Regions from separate parts of the Capra hircus genome. Here region 1 is linked to region 2. A link is a contact called in public Hi-C data. All regions are on one chromosome and are shown on one strand. The core of a region is the stretch at or near the end of the contact, and the rest is flanking DNA. Distances in the headings are between cores, read along the strand shown.

The links. A called contact is a pair of places that touch in the nucleus more often than the background predicts.
Region 1: a contact with region 2 is called in a Hi-C map of blood, with 5 times the contacts expected there. The contact joins two enhancer-like sites. A contact is called at or near these places in 2 of 5 Hi-C or Micro-C datasets (blood and liver).

What each region holds. Positions count from the first base shown.
Region 1 is chr6:98,032,023-98,038,759 of ARS1.2, forward strand. The region is part of intron 1 of SCD5 (stearoyl-CoA desaturase 5); the gene reads right to left. Among named protein-coding and RNA genes, the nearest start is that of SCD5, 62 kb to the right of the region's middle. Within about 2 kb of position 2,144, at least 1 of the 5 cell types and tissues checked has an H3K27ac peak or open chromatin away from gene starts, as enhancers often do.
Region 2 is chr6:97,713,698-97,720,243 of ARS1.2, forward strand. It overlaps ENOPH1 (enolase-phosphatase E1), which reads left to right. Exons shown (of 6, transcript XM_005681827.3): 6 at 1-87. Among named protein-coding and RNA genes, the nearest start is that of ENOPH1, 40 kb to the left of the region's middle. Within about 2 kb of position 3,579, at least 1 of the 5 cell types and tissues checked has an H3K27ac peak or open chromatin away from gene starts, as enhancers often do.

The sequences.
Region 1 (6,737 bases), core at 894-3,393, 320 kb after region 2:
GTTGTATCATGCGCTACTGGAAAAAAGAAATCAAGAGTGCTATTTTCATGCTTGCCTTCCTGGCCATCCCTGACTAATAACTGTGCCTTTCCGCCAAGGTAGCATTTACATACTGTGGTCTCCACGCATTCTACACCTACTGGGTCAGACTCTGAAAAGAGAAGAAGGAACCACAGTCAAGATGTCATCTCTGGTAGCGGGAGGGCTGAACAGGAAAACAAGGTCATGCACAAGATGAAATGAAACAAACGAAAGCAGAACGTATTTGAGAGTTGGGATAGTAAACGGTTAATAATACTATCTTACATGTCTTTGAAAGTTCCTAAGAGAGTGGAAGTTCTCATCACAAGAAAACAAAACTGCAACTATGTGGGGTGATGGATGTTAGCTAGACCTCCTGTGATGATCCTTGAGCTCTATGTATATCAAATCATTGACACAGTGGTAAAAAAAAATCTGCCTGCCAATGCCGGAGACTCAAGAGATGCAGGTTCCATCCCTGGGTGAGGAAGAGTCCCTGGAAGAGGAAATGGCAACCTACTCCAGTATTCTTGCCTGGAAAATTCCATGGACAGAGGAGCCTGGCGGGGCTACAGTCCATGGGGTCACAAACAGTCAGACACGACTAAGCATTTAGGCACTCAGAGCACGTACATCAAATCATTATGTTGTATATAAAACTAATACAATGTTCTATGTTAATTATATTTCAATTTTTAAATTTAAGTATCTGAAACACATTATAGAATGGACATAAGATCAATTTAATTAGCTCAAAGAATACCCACTATCTAGAAATGTATCTCCCTTTCGTGGGCATCACTAAAGATGGTAAAACAAGCACAATAAAAATTAAAAACTGTATGATTTAATCACTAGGTTGTGTTTGACTCTTATGACCCCACGGACTGTAGCCCACCAGGCTCCTCTGTCTGTATAAGAAACGCTAAACATTTATCAAATTACTTGATAAAAAAAAGCCAAGAGATTTCTTTTTAAAAAAGTCATTTCTTGACTTTTTTCCCCTTGCTTATATGAAGGATCCCCAGTTGGGGAAGACTGCACCCCAGCACGTTTCCTCACTCAATTCTTTCTGACTTACAAATGTCACTATAAGGCCACCCACTCATCACTTCTGCCCCTCCACAGCTCCTCCCTCACCCTTGCCAACTCCCGGCCACTTTGGTCTGTGGAGATGTCCCAAGGAGATGACAGAGACGCTACTCTGGAGACCTGTCTACCCAACTGGTGAGCAGCAGGGGCATTTCTCCACTGAATTAGCTACACTGAGGGCCCAAGTTACAGATGACAAAAAGATGCTCTTGCTATTATTATTGCTGCTGCAATAATTGTGTGCAATAATAATTGTGCTGTTGGCACAACAATAATTAGTGAGTGCCTAGAATGAGCCATGAGCTGAGATGAGCAGTTATACGCCTATCTCATTGAATCTTCACCAACATTATTTTACCCATTTTACAGATGAGACAAAGTGAAATTTACAAACTTAACTAATATCACCCACTAAGTATTAGTAATAACAACTGGGAATAGACATCGTAACATATCTCCTCTCAAGGTATTGTCACTTTTTGATGATTTGTAATCAATTGTAACTTTTCCCACAAGTCTGAGGTTTGACTACAAAAAAAAAAAAAAAAAACCACTTTAACGCAATCCCTCTTACTTTCCAAATGACTGTTTCTGCGAGGTCAAATGCAAAAGCCCCAGACTGATTTCCCAGGCCAACCACGGGAAGCACCTTGCCATCTTCTGTTCTTTTCTAACAGTTCCACATGCAAGCCATCTTCCTCTCAACATTGCCAAGATCCCTGACATCACGCGAGGGGTTGGGGGTGAGAATGTGCGAAGGAGAAAGATGGAGGGTGGGGACCCCAGCACGGAAGTCAAGAGGCTTGTCTTTCAGCCCTACTCCCACCACGAACTCCCCTCTCTGGACCACAGGTTCCTCATGGCCAAAAGGAAACATCCCCGCCAGCTTTAAATGTCTAACGATTTATGAAGCCTGGGAGTGTCATCGCAGTGGTGGTGCCCGGAGGTGTGGACACAGCACCCCCTACCGGCAGCCTCTGGGCAGTGAGGCCGTGGTCACACACTGCCTGCTGGTTCTGCCTTGGAGCTGCGGGAGCTGGGAGGACCGTGGGAAAGGGCAGCAAGGGGGAAAGTGGTTCAGACTCGCCCTCAGCTCATCCCCCCTCTCTTCCTCCCCTCTCTAAACTGCCCTGTGTTCCGATGAAACAAACGTGCTTGGAAATCAGATGGGCAAAGGTTTCACTGATTACAGAATCATTTAGGTGGGAGTCAGATGGATGGAGGGCCTCCCCAGTGGCTCAGCGGTAAAGAATCCACCTGCAATGCAGGAGAAGTGGGTTCGATTCCTGGGCCGGGAAGATCCCCTGGGGAAAGGAATGGCAACCCACTCCGTTATTCTTGCCTGAAAAATCCCATGGACAGGGGAGCCTGGCGGGCTACAGTGCATGGGGTTGCAAAGGGTCGGACAGGACTGCACAGCAGCGCGAGCAGATGGTGGGGGTGGGGCAGCTGGAAAGTCTTGTGCTCAGCCTTGTTGATAACAAAAAGCCACAAGTTACAAAAGTTTTTTTTTTTTTTTTTAAAAAGAAAGAAATATTCTCTCCAAGGCAGGTATACATCTATTCTCTGAAAGTGGAAAATTCCTTTATAGATTTTGTGTGTGCTCGTTTAAAATATCAGGCAAGTAAAGATCCTGAGCTTCCCCCTAAGCTGTGCTTGTCAGCTTCAACAGTCTGTCCTCTGAGCCTGCTCACCTTCCAGGCTGAAAACAAGCCCCAGGCACTTCATTTTTCAGCAAGGCAACCTGCCCTTCCAAGGTCTCCCGCCTGAGCTCCCTTCCTCGTGCGGGCATCTGATGGGGAGCGTGGGCCCTTTCAACTTACACTCTAGATAAACACACATAAAGTATTCACATATTTTTTAAAAGACCATTTTAAAACCACTTCTTGAGGTGAGAGGTACTTAATTGCTCAGTTGTATTCAACTCTTTGCAACCCTTTGGATTGTAGTTTGCTAGGCTCCTCTGTCCATGGGATTTTTCAGGCAAGAATACTGGAGTGCTCTTCTAGGGAATCTTCTCGACCCAGAGATCGAACCGACATCTCTTGTGTCTCCTGCATTTCAGGCAGATTCTTTACCCTCTGAGCCGCTGGGGAAGTCCAAACCATTTCTAAAGGCTTTAGAGATTTTCTTTTTTAAAATGACAACCTCCGAGCCTTGAATCTGCAGCCCACAGTAGAGCAGAGCAATGGACTTAATCATGCCTCAGTTGCCTTGTTCCTCCCACTCACCTGGTCCTGAAACCCCCCCTGAAGACAGAGCTGTGTTGCTACCACCCTGTACCCCTCTTTATTGATGTTCACCTCCTCCTGTGAGCATAAGATCAGAGGAGAGAAAGGGTGGAGTGGAGTGGGGGGGTGGGTTGCATCCAAGGGGACAGGTGGAAAGAACAGGGTTGGGCATCAAAGAGCCAGTATCAAGATAGCATCCTATGGTGTCCACTCAGGCCAGGCCCCAAGGAGAACTCAATCTGTGCTGAAGTCTATTTCATAATAGGCTCCAGAAGGTCTTAGGTGTTGTTGTTTAGTCTCTAAGTCATGTCTGACTCTTTGCGACCCCATGGACTATAGTCTGCCAGGCTCCTCTGTCCATGGGATTTCCCGGGTCCGAAGGTCTCATTTGCCCAATTCACGGAGATGTTGACCTGCTCTCATCTTCATGATCGGAAGTTTAGCCTATTCTCCCAGTTCCCCACCTGTGGTCCATTCCCCCCCATGAATGCTTGCCCAAAGTCAGCCACCGTGACTCTGCTTCTTCTCCTATCTTCTGGATCTTTTCTCTTCCTTTCTATTCTTCCAAATGTAAGCTGACTAAAACCAATATAAATTCATTTTTTTCCTCCCCTAACTCCACGTCTGCTCAGGAAAAAGTTTAGAGCAAGAGCTGACAGAGGTGGGTTTTCTACAGTGAACTAGGGAGAGCCCCAAACTGGAAATGCTGAAGGTAGAGTCTTTTTCCCAACTCTTGAATCTAGACTAGCCTTGTAATTTTGCTTTGGCCTAGAGAAATATGCTGTGTGACTTCCACAGCCTAGGAGACTGTATAGTTTCTGCTTTGGTTCCCTGAAACATTGCCTGGATCACCATGAAAGGAAGCTGGTTTAGCCTAACAGAGAATGAGAGGCCCTGAGAAAGAGATCTGAGGCGTCCAGCCAGCAGTCAGCACCCAGTGCCCACTGTGTGAACGTGAGTGATGAACCCATCCAGCCCAGGTGAGACCAACAGAGAAGCAGGCCAGCCAGCCCAGAAGCAGGAGAAAGGACGCATCGCTCTTATTTAAAGCTGCTCAGTTTCGGGGTGTTTCGGCAGCAAGAAATAACCAACATGTACACTTCTATTGTTTCTCTGTGGTTTATGGAATAAGATACCAGAATGGGATTCTTTCTGCATTTCTTTTGCCCGAGGCACCAATATGATAGATATCAGATACCCACGTGAATGGGAAACAAACCCCTTACACAGAATTCACAAAGGAAATTATCAAGACCTGGCTCCACCATTCCCGAACGCCCCATTCAGATGAAGAATAGCAAAGAGTTAGAAAGAAATGTGAATGAGCTGTGAGCTGAATACTCCCTGGGAAAGAGGGCAGAGAGCCGTGACTCCTTCATCTCAAGCCCAGTGAAGTGGGCTTACGTGGACCCCTTGGAGAAATTTGAAATTCAATAAGTCTGCTTCATATGCAGCAGCACGCCGAGAGCTCATTCATAAATCCAATTTGTTCATAAATCCAAAGTTAGCCTAGGTACCAACTGACATAGTAGGCCATGTAACACTGTACTGTAATAGGTTTATAATACTTCTCACAGAAATAATACATAAAAAAACAAACACAAAAAATAAAGAAAATATTTTGAATCTTACAGTACAGTGCCTTGAAAAGTACAGTAGTCCGGTACAACAGCTGGCATACAGCAGCTGACATCGAGTGAACAGACAAGAATTACTGAGTGGAAGAGAGGAGGTGGGAGACGGTAGAGCTGAAGGATTGTCAGCAATAGGAGATGAAGGGCAAGCTGCAGTATCACTCACGTCTGACGCTAATGGCACAGGTTTTGGTTCCTTGCTGGAATCAGATGCACTTTCACATCTTTGAAAGTTTGTAACGTGAAGGTTTGTATGTAGGGGGCTTACTGTAGAGCTGGCAAACAGCACACACGGTGGGCCCTGGATTCATGCTTTCTATATAAAGAGAGGGCTGTGGCAGTAAGGTAGAGGTGTGGGGGTGCCATATGCTCTTTCGGGGTTTCCTGGCTGATGTGTGTCTTGTGGACCAACTGTGATCACTCTGAAGCGAAAGCTGGGGTGGGATCAGCTTGGCTCCTGTCTCATAGGCCCACCTACAGAAGCAGAAAGACCTCAGCAGCAAGAAAGTGGAGATGTGCACTGAACTGATAGGATCTTAGAAAGAAAACAAAAGAGATCTCCTGGAATACAGATGCACCTTCTTTTGCCCAGAAACATCAACAACCTCAGATATACATCAACAAACATCTGCCTCATAATAACCTTATGGCAGAAAGCAAAGAGGAATTAAAGAGCTTCTTGATGAGGGTAAAAGAGGAGAGTGAAAAAGCTGGCTTAAAATTCAACCTTCAAAAGACGAAGATCATGGCATCCGGTCCCATCACTTCAAGGCAACTAGATGGGGAAAAAGTTGAAACAGTGACAGACTTTATTTTCTGGGCTCCAAAATCACTGCGAACAGTGACTGAAACCATGAAATTAAAAGATGCTTGCTCCTTGGAAGAAAAGCTATGACTAATCTAGACAGCGTTTTAAAAAGCAGAGACATCACCTTGCCAACAAAGGTTCATGTAGTCAAAGCTATGGTTTTTCCAGCAATCATGTACAGATGTGCGAGTTGGACCATAAAGAAGACTGGGTGCTGAAGAACTGATGCTTTCAAACTGTGGTGCTGAAGAAGACTCTTGACAGTCCCTTGGACAGCAAGGAGATCAGACCAGTCAATCCTTAAGGAACTCGACTCTGCATATTCATTGGAAGGACTGACGCTGAAGCTGAAGTTCCAATACTTCACTCACTTGATGTGAAGAGTCGACTCAGCGGAAAAGACCCTGATGCTGGGAAAGACTGAGGGCAGGAGGAGAAGGAGGCAGCAGAGGATGAGATGGTTGGGTGGCATCACCGACTCAATGGACATGAATTTGAGCAAATTCTGGGAGATACTGAGGGACAGGGAAGCCAGGTGTGCTGCAGTCCATGGGGTCACAAAGAGTCGGACATGACTTACCGATTGAACAACAACAACAATGCCCAGAGGACTGTAGGAGAGAGATGGCCGATAATGCGGGTTTCCAAAGATCCCACAACAAGGCCCAACAAGGGAAAGAGTCTCTGAAACACTGGCCTATTTCAGAGAGTGGGAAACCAACCTTGCTGAGTCCTTTGTTCCTAACCTGCCCACCCAATCCTCAGGGACTCAAAAACCAGCTGGCAAACTGAAAACTCTAGGGAGGGGAAAGGCACGAGGGAGAGACCACGGATAACTGTCACCTATCCACCATCGCTCCCAAGGCAGGCCCCCAGCCTGACGTGGGCTTCAGAATAGAAAGGAGAAGAGGGTCAACGTTCACTCAAGTTCGAAGGTTCGATTCTCACCTT
Region 2 (6,546 bases), core at 2,329-4,828:
TATAACAGCTTTATTTATCCTGGTTCAGCCTAATGGGATGTCATGTCAGTTTCATGTGATTAATAAAAGCATTTTCTTCTTCACTCAGTTTTATGGAAGCTTGCTTACTGCCAGAAGCAGAAAAGTAGCTGAAGAGAGACTGGATAAATAAGAATTTTAGTTTAGCTTTTGCTTTCATTTTGAGTGTGTGTCTGTGATATGGGTGTTTATGCGTGTATGCATTTTAATGGAATGCCAGTAGAAAATCATTGACTATTATTTGAGAGAGATATATATATGTAACCTTGCTGCTGCTGCTGCTGCTAAGTCGCTTCAGTCATGTCTGACTCTGTGCGACCCCATAGACAGCAGCCCACCAGCCTCCCCCATCCCTGGGATTCTCCAGGCAAGAACACTGGAGTGGGTTGCCATTTCCTTCTCCAGTGCATAAAAGTGAAAAGTGGAAGTGAAGTCATTCAGTTGTGTCCAACTCCTAGCGACCCCATGGACTGCAGCCCACCAGGCTCCTCCGTCCATGGGATTTTCCAGGCAAGAGTACTGGAGTGGGGTGCCATTGCCTTCTCCGATATGTAACCTTAGTAGTTATTATTTCATTTGGATAGTAAACATTCAAGAAATAAGTGGATTTCTTAAGATATTTGAGAATCTTATGTTTGAGGTATATAAGATAATGCTTGAAGGAGGCAACTGTTCTCCTAATAAATCAAGAAAAATGAATGAATTCTGGAGTAATAATTTTATAGGCTTGCAAATAAGAGAGGACAGGGAACATAAAAGGTTTTATGTTAGTAGTTTCTATGTTGTAGTAGCTAGTTAAGAAATCTAAGGACTGTGAAGATATTATTGTTCAGTCGCTCAGTCATGTCCGACTCTGCGACCCCCTGAACTGCAGCATGCCAGGCTTCCCTGTCCTTCACCATCTCCTGGACTACACTCAAACTTGTGTCCATTGAGTCAGTAATGCCATCCAACTATCTCATCCTCTGTCGTCCCTTCTCCTCTTGCCTTCAGTCTTTCCCAGCATCAGGGTCTTTGCAAGATATGTGAAGATATAGAAGAGTTACTACTATAAGTAAATCTTAGAAATGGGAGTAATTTGTAAGTGTTAGTAAAGCCACAAATGGTAATTAGAGGATGAACTTCATACAGATTCTGAAAAAGCTTATGAGAAGACAAAAGAAAGGGGATCTCTTAATGGTAGTAGAGAAACAACTGGAAAAGTGGGGGAGGAATGAGAGAAAATACACCAGGGACTAGATTAGAAAGAAATGAAAAGGAGAATGCTCAGTTTCTAGCCAGTGGAGAATTAAGCTGGAGAGTGTCTTGGTCCTTCTAGGCTGCTATAGCAAAGTCACAGAGACTAGGTAGCTTCGAAACAGCAAAACTAGTTTTCACAGTTCTGAAGGCTGGGAAGTCCAAGACTGAGGAGCTGGTGAATTCATCATCTGGGGAGAGCCTGGGTCTTGCTCTGGTGCACGGGGTCATGCTCAGTAAATTGTTAATCCAGTTTTCTGCTGATGGGTGGGGCTGTGCTCCCTCCATGTAGTTGTGCCTGAGGCTGCCCAGTCCTGGTATCAAGCTGCCATATGATAACTCTGTGGTAGAGCTCGGGCTTCCCTTGTGGCTCAGCTGGTAAAGAATCCACCGGCAATGGGGAAGACCTGGGTTCGATCCCTGGCCTGGGTTCGACCTGGAGAAGGGAAAGGCTACCCACTCCAGTATTCTGGCCTGGAGAAGTCCATGGGGTCGCAAAGAGTGGGACACAGCTGAGCAACTTTCACTTTTCTTTCATGGTAGGGCTAATGGCAACGTCCTCCAAGAGGACTTACGCCAACACACTGTGCCTCCCAGGACGGCTGCTGCCAGCGCCCCTGTCCCCGCAGCAGGCCACTGTTGACCCACGCCTCCACAGGAGATTCCTGGACACTCATAGGCAGGTCCACCTCAGTCTCTTACGGGGTCACAACTCCTTTCCTCTGGGTCCTGGTGTGCAAAAGGTTTTGTTTGTGTCCAAGAGTCTCTAGCGGGTATGGAGTTTGATTTTAACCTGATTGCGCCCCCTCCTACTGGCTTGTTGCAGCTTCTCCTTTGTCCTTGGACAGGGGAATATCTTTGTTTGGTGGGTTCCAACATCCTCCTGTTGATGGTGGTTCAGCAGCTCGTTGCGATTTTGGTGTTCTTGCAGGAGAAGATGAGAGACGAGGGGAGAGGCCTGTCCACTCGCCGCTGGCTGTCTTTGTCGCTGTCACCGCATGTAGAAGGGGTGGAGGAGCTTCTTGGGCCTCATTTATGAGGACACTAATCCCGTTCTTGGCTCCAAAGGCCTCTCAAAGGTCCTGCCTCCAATGCATCACCTTGGGGTGATATAAGAATTTGAGGTTGGAAGGGGGAACACAAGCATTCAGTCTGCGGCTAGAAGCATTTACTATGCATAATAAAAAGGGTACTAGATACCGTATTAACACATATACATGGAATCTAGAAAAATGGTACCGATGAACCTATTTGTAAGTCAGGAATAGGGATGCAGACATTGAGAACAGACTTGTAGGCATGGTGGGGGGCAGGGCAGGGTGGGATGAACTGAGGGAGTAGCGTTGACACATATATACTGCCACGTGTGAAATGGACAGCTTGCAGGAAGCTGCTGCGTAACATGGGGAGCCCAGCCCAGTGCTCTGTGACAGCCTTGAGGGGCGGGATGAGGGGGTGGGCGTGAACTTCAGGGGGGAGGGGACACATGTATACCTTATTCACATTGTTGTATGGCAGGAACCAGCACAATATTGTAAAGCAATTATCCTCCAGTTAAAAAATTTTAAAACGGGTACCAGAAACACTGTAATTTATGGTGAGTAGTTGAGGATAGAAACAGATTAAAACATTAAGAGAAAACTGAAATATCAGATTCAGTTTGTCAGCGTGGGCTGGGAAGGAAGGGAGTAAAAAAAAAGATGAGTGGGATCTTTCTGAGGTCCTAAGGAATGCATTCATAATTAATGTGATGGAAAAGGATCTTAGAAGAACTTGATTTATCGAATAGGCTGGTTCTGAGGAAGAAAAATGCCTGGAGAGTGGGGAGTGAGCTAGAAGCTGAGTCTGAGTCAAATTATGATCCTTAGTAACAGGAAAAGGAGAAAAATCTCACCTCTGGAATTCCAGAAAGAGACAAAGATACTAAATTTGCTAAGCGTTTTGCCTGCTTCCGTGATAGCTCAGTTGCAGGAGACCCAGGTTCGATTCCTGGGTTGAGAAGATCCCCTGGAGAAGGGATAGGCTGCTCACTCCCATATTCTGGCCTGGAGAATTCCATGGGGAGAAGTCCATGGGGGTCACAAAAAGTTGGGCACAACTGACTGACTTTCCCTTTCACTTTTGCCTGCAGAGATATCAGGGGACAAAGGCCTCTTAAAGCTGTGGCTCTTTTTATTCCTGTTAATCCGGATCTGCCTTATGTTAGTTGCTCAGTCATATCCAACCCCGTGACTCTAGCCCACTAGGCTCCTCTGTCCATGGAATTCTCCAGGCAAGAATACTGGAGTGGGTAGCCATTCCCTTTCTCCAGGGCATCTTCCTGACCCAGAGATCAAATCCAGGTCTCCCACTTTGCTGACAGATTCTTTACTATCTGAGCCACGAAGCCCAGTTGTGCTCCCTCCCACAGGAGCACTGATTTTCAGTCTTGGGTCGATAAAGTTGGTTTCTTAGAGAAGCCTCACGCAAAAGGGCTTCTCTAATCAGCACTCCTGGGGTAGCAGGGCTTCCTGTTCGGCCTGCAAGGCTGGCTTGAGTTGTTAAGCTTAACCGGTGACTTTTCACCAAGACAGGTGCACGGCAGCCTTTGTCCAGCAGATGGTGCTGTTTCTCTGGGGACTAGCAAGTGCATCCTCCCGAGAAAACAGCAGATGGCGCTACGAGGTAGCATTAAGAGAGAACGGGTGTGTGTGTGTGTTTGTGTGTGTGTGTGCGCGCACGGGGAGGTAGCGTTAAGAGAGAAAATGAGTGTGTGTGTGTGTGTTGGTCAGTCAGTCGTGTCCGACTCCTTGAGAGCCCATGGACTATCCCGCCAGGCTCCGTTGTCCATGGGATTCTCCAGGCAAAAATACTAGAGTGGTGGCCATTCCCTTCTCCAGGGGATTCTCCTGACTCAGGGATCGAACCTGGGTCTCCTGAATCGCAGGAGGATTCTGTCTGAACTACTAGGGAAGCCCCAAGATGAGTGTGGCGGTGGTGGTGTAGTCGCTAAGTCGTGTCTGACTCTTGCGATCCTGTGGACTGCAGCCTGCCTGTCTCCTCTGCCTATGGGATTCTCCAGGCAAGAATACTGGAGTGGGCTGCCATTTCCTTCTCCAGGGGATCTTCCTGACCCAGGAATCAAACCCGGATCCCCTACATTGCAGGAAAATGATTTACCAACTGAGCTATGATGGTCTGGTATAGTTGCTAAGTCGTGTCTGGCTCTTGTGATCCTGTGGACTGTAGCCTGCCTGGCTCCTCTGTCCACGGGATTCTCCAGGCAAGAGCACTGGAGTGGATTGCCATTTCCTTCTCCCAAAATAAGTGCATTTATCCTTAAAGCCATGACAGTATTTATCCTTAAATTCATAACATGATATTACAGAAGTCAGAGTAGTTTGGGAAAAAACAGCAGTAATACTGAATGAAATCTATCCGCTAATATTTCTCTTCCTTCTTTGTTCCCTAAGTTACATTAAAAAAAAAATCAGTGATTTTGGATAACTGTTTTTTCTAGATGCAGTGTTAAAATGAACTTGTTTGGGGAAAAAAAAAAAACAAAAAACCTTGGAGTACAAAGTTGAATGTAGTATGTGCCAGTAGAGTTTGTTGTTTCCACCACCTGTGCCCAAATGGTAAACTGCTGTTATCTTCAACCTCATGTTTAAGAATAATTTGTAGTTTTTGCCAAAGCATTGGAGACACTCTAACAGAAGTAAAATTCACTCTGCAGATTTTACCCAAGTTATTCATACAAATATTTATTAAGCATCTGCAGTGTGCTGTAAGGGGATAAAGTCCATCCCTACTCTCAGGGTACATCCATTTTTTAAAAAGTTTAATTAATTGATGTTTGGCTGTTCTGGGTCTTCGTTGCTTGCAGAGGGTTTTCTCTAGTTTCGGTAAGCAGCGGCTACTCTAGTTAAGGTGTGCAGGCTTCTCATTGCGGTGGCTTCTCTTGTGGAGGACAGGCTCTAGGCTACACAGGCTTCACTAGTTACAGCTCCTGGGCTCTAGGTGCCCGGGCTCAGCAGTTGTGGGCTTTACTGTCCAGAGTCATGTGGGATCTTCCCTGATCAGGGATGGAACCAGTGTCCCCTGCATTACAAGGCAGATTCTTAACCACTGGACCACCAGGAAAGCCTCAGTATGTTCATTTTTGGAGGAAGCAGTCAATAAACAATACATGATAGAAAATTAGACACCAGCAAGTGCCCTGAAGAGAAAATAGCGCACAGTGGCTTTTTATGAGGATGATAAGACGGTGACATCTAATCTGAACATGAAAGACTAGACAAGTAAAGAGCTGGAAGGAAGACTATCCCATGAAGATGGAATAGCATGTCGTAAATATCTAGGGCAAAGCTTGGCTTATTTCAGAAATTGAGCGCAGGCCAGTGGCTGGATGGCATCGGAGAAGTGGGTGGAGCTAAATCGTCAGGCCTTGGTACCACAATAAGGAGTTGGGGTTGTTTTCTGCAGGTGGTGGGAAGCTCCCGGAGAATTTTAAATGGGAGATGGCATGACCTGAGTTACATTTTTAAGGGAATTCTCTGTGGGATGGAGAATGGATCGTAGGTGGGCAAGAGTGGACGCAGGAAAACCAATTAGATGTATCAGAGTTGAATGCCAAGGCAGAAGCCGCTTTAGGTGTTTTATTCAGAGAGGGATTTAAAACACAGAGCGAGACATTTGTGAAACCAGTGGGAAGGACTAGAGGAGGAGTAGTGGCGGGTGGTACTGCTGGATTACAGGGTGGAAGGAAACCCACAGTAGTTGAGTCCAGAGTTTGAGAATCCTGCCACCACTGACATTGCTGCTCAGGGCTGGCCAGACTCTGGAACACCAAGTTAGCCTGTTACAGCTTCTTCCAAACACTGGTAATTTGCCACCTTGCTTACCAACAGCAATACCAATAGGAAGGTTGCCTCTCGGTCTTGCTTCTCTTTATTAACTTTGTGCTAGTACATTTAATGGACAGTATCTAATTCTAACCTAGAGCTCCTACACATTAGGGTGTCTGGGACATGTTTTTAGGTTTATAATGTCTCCAGTTTGTGAATAAAATGGTGCTTGAGAGACAGTTTGCTAGATCTAACACAAGATTATTACGGTAATACAGGTCAAGGATGGTGGTGGCTTGGCTTAGGATGGCAGAAGTGGAAATAGATGGAAGTGGACACATTGAGAGTGTGTTTTAGAGGCATCAATGATCGCACTTGTTTATTGATTGGATTTGGAAGAAAAACGTTTCTTTTTTTTAGCTTGAGGAGTTATAGCATGTAAAGTGAGAAATGCCAGTGTAGACAT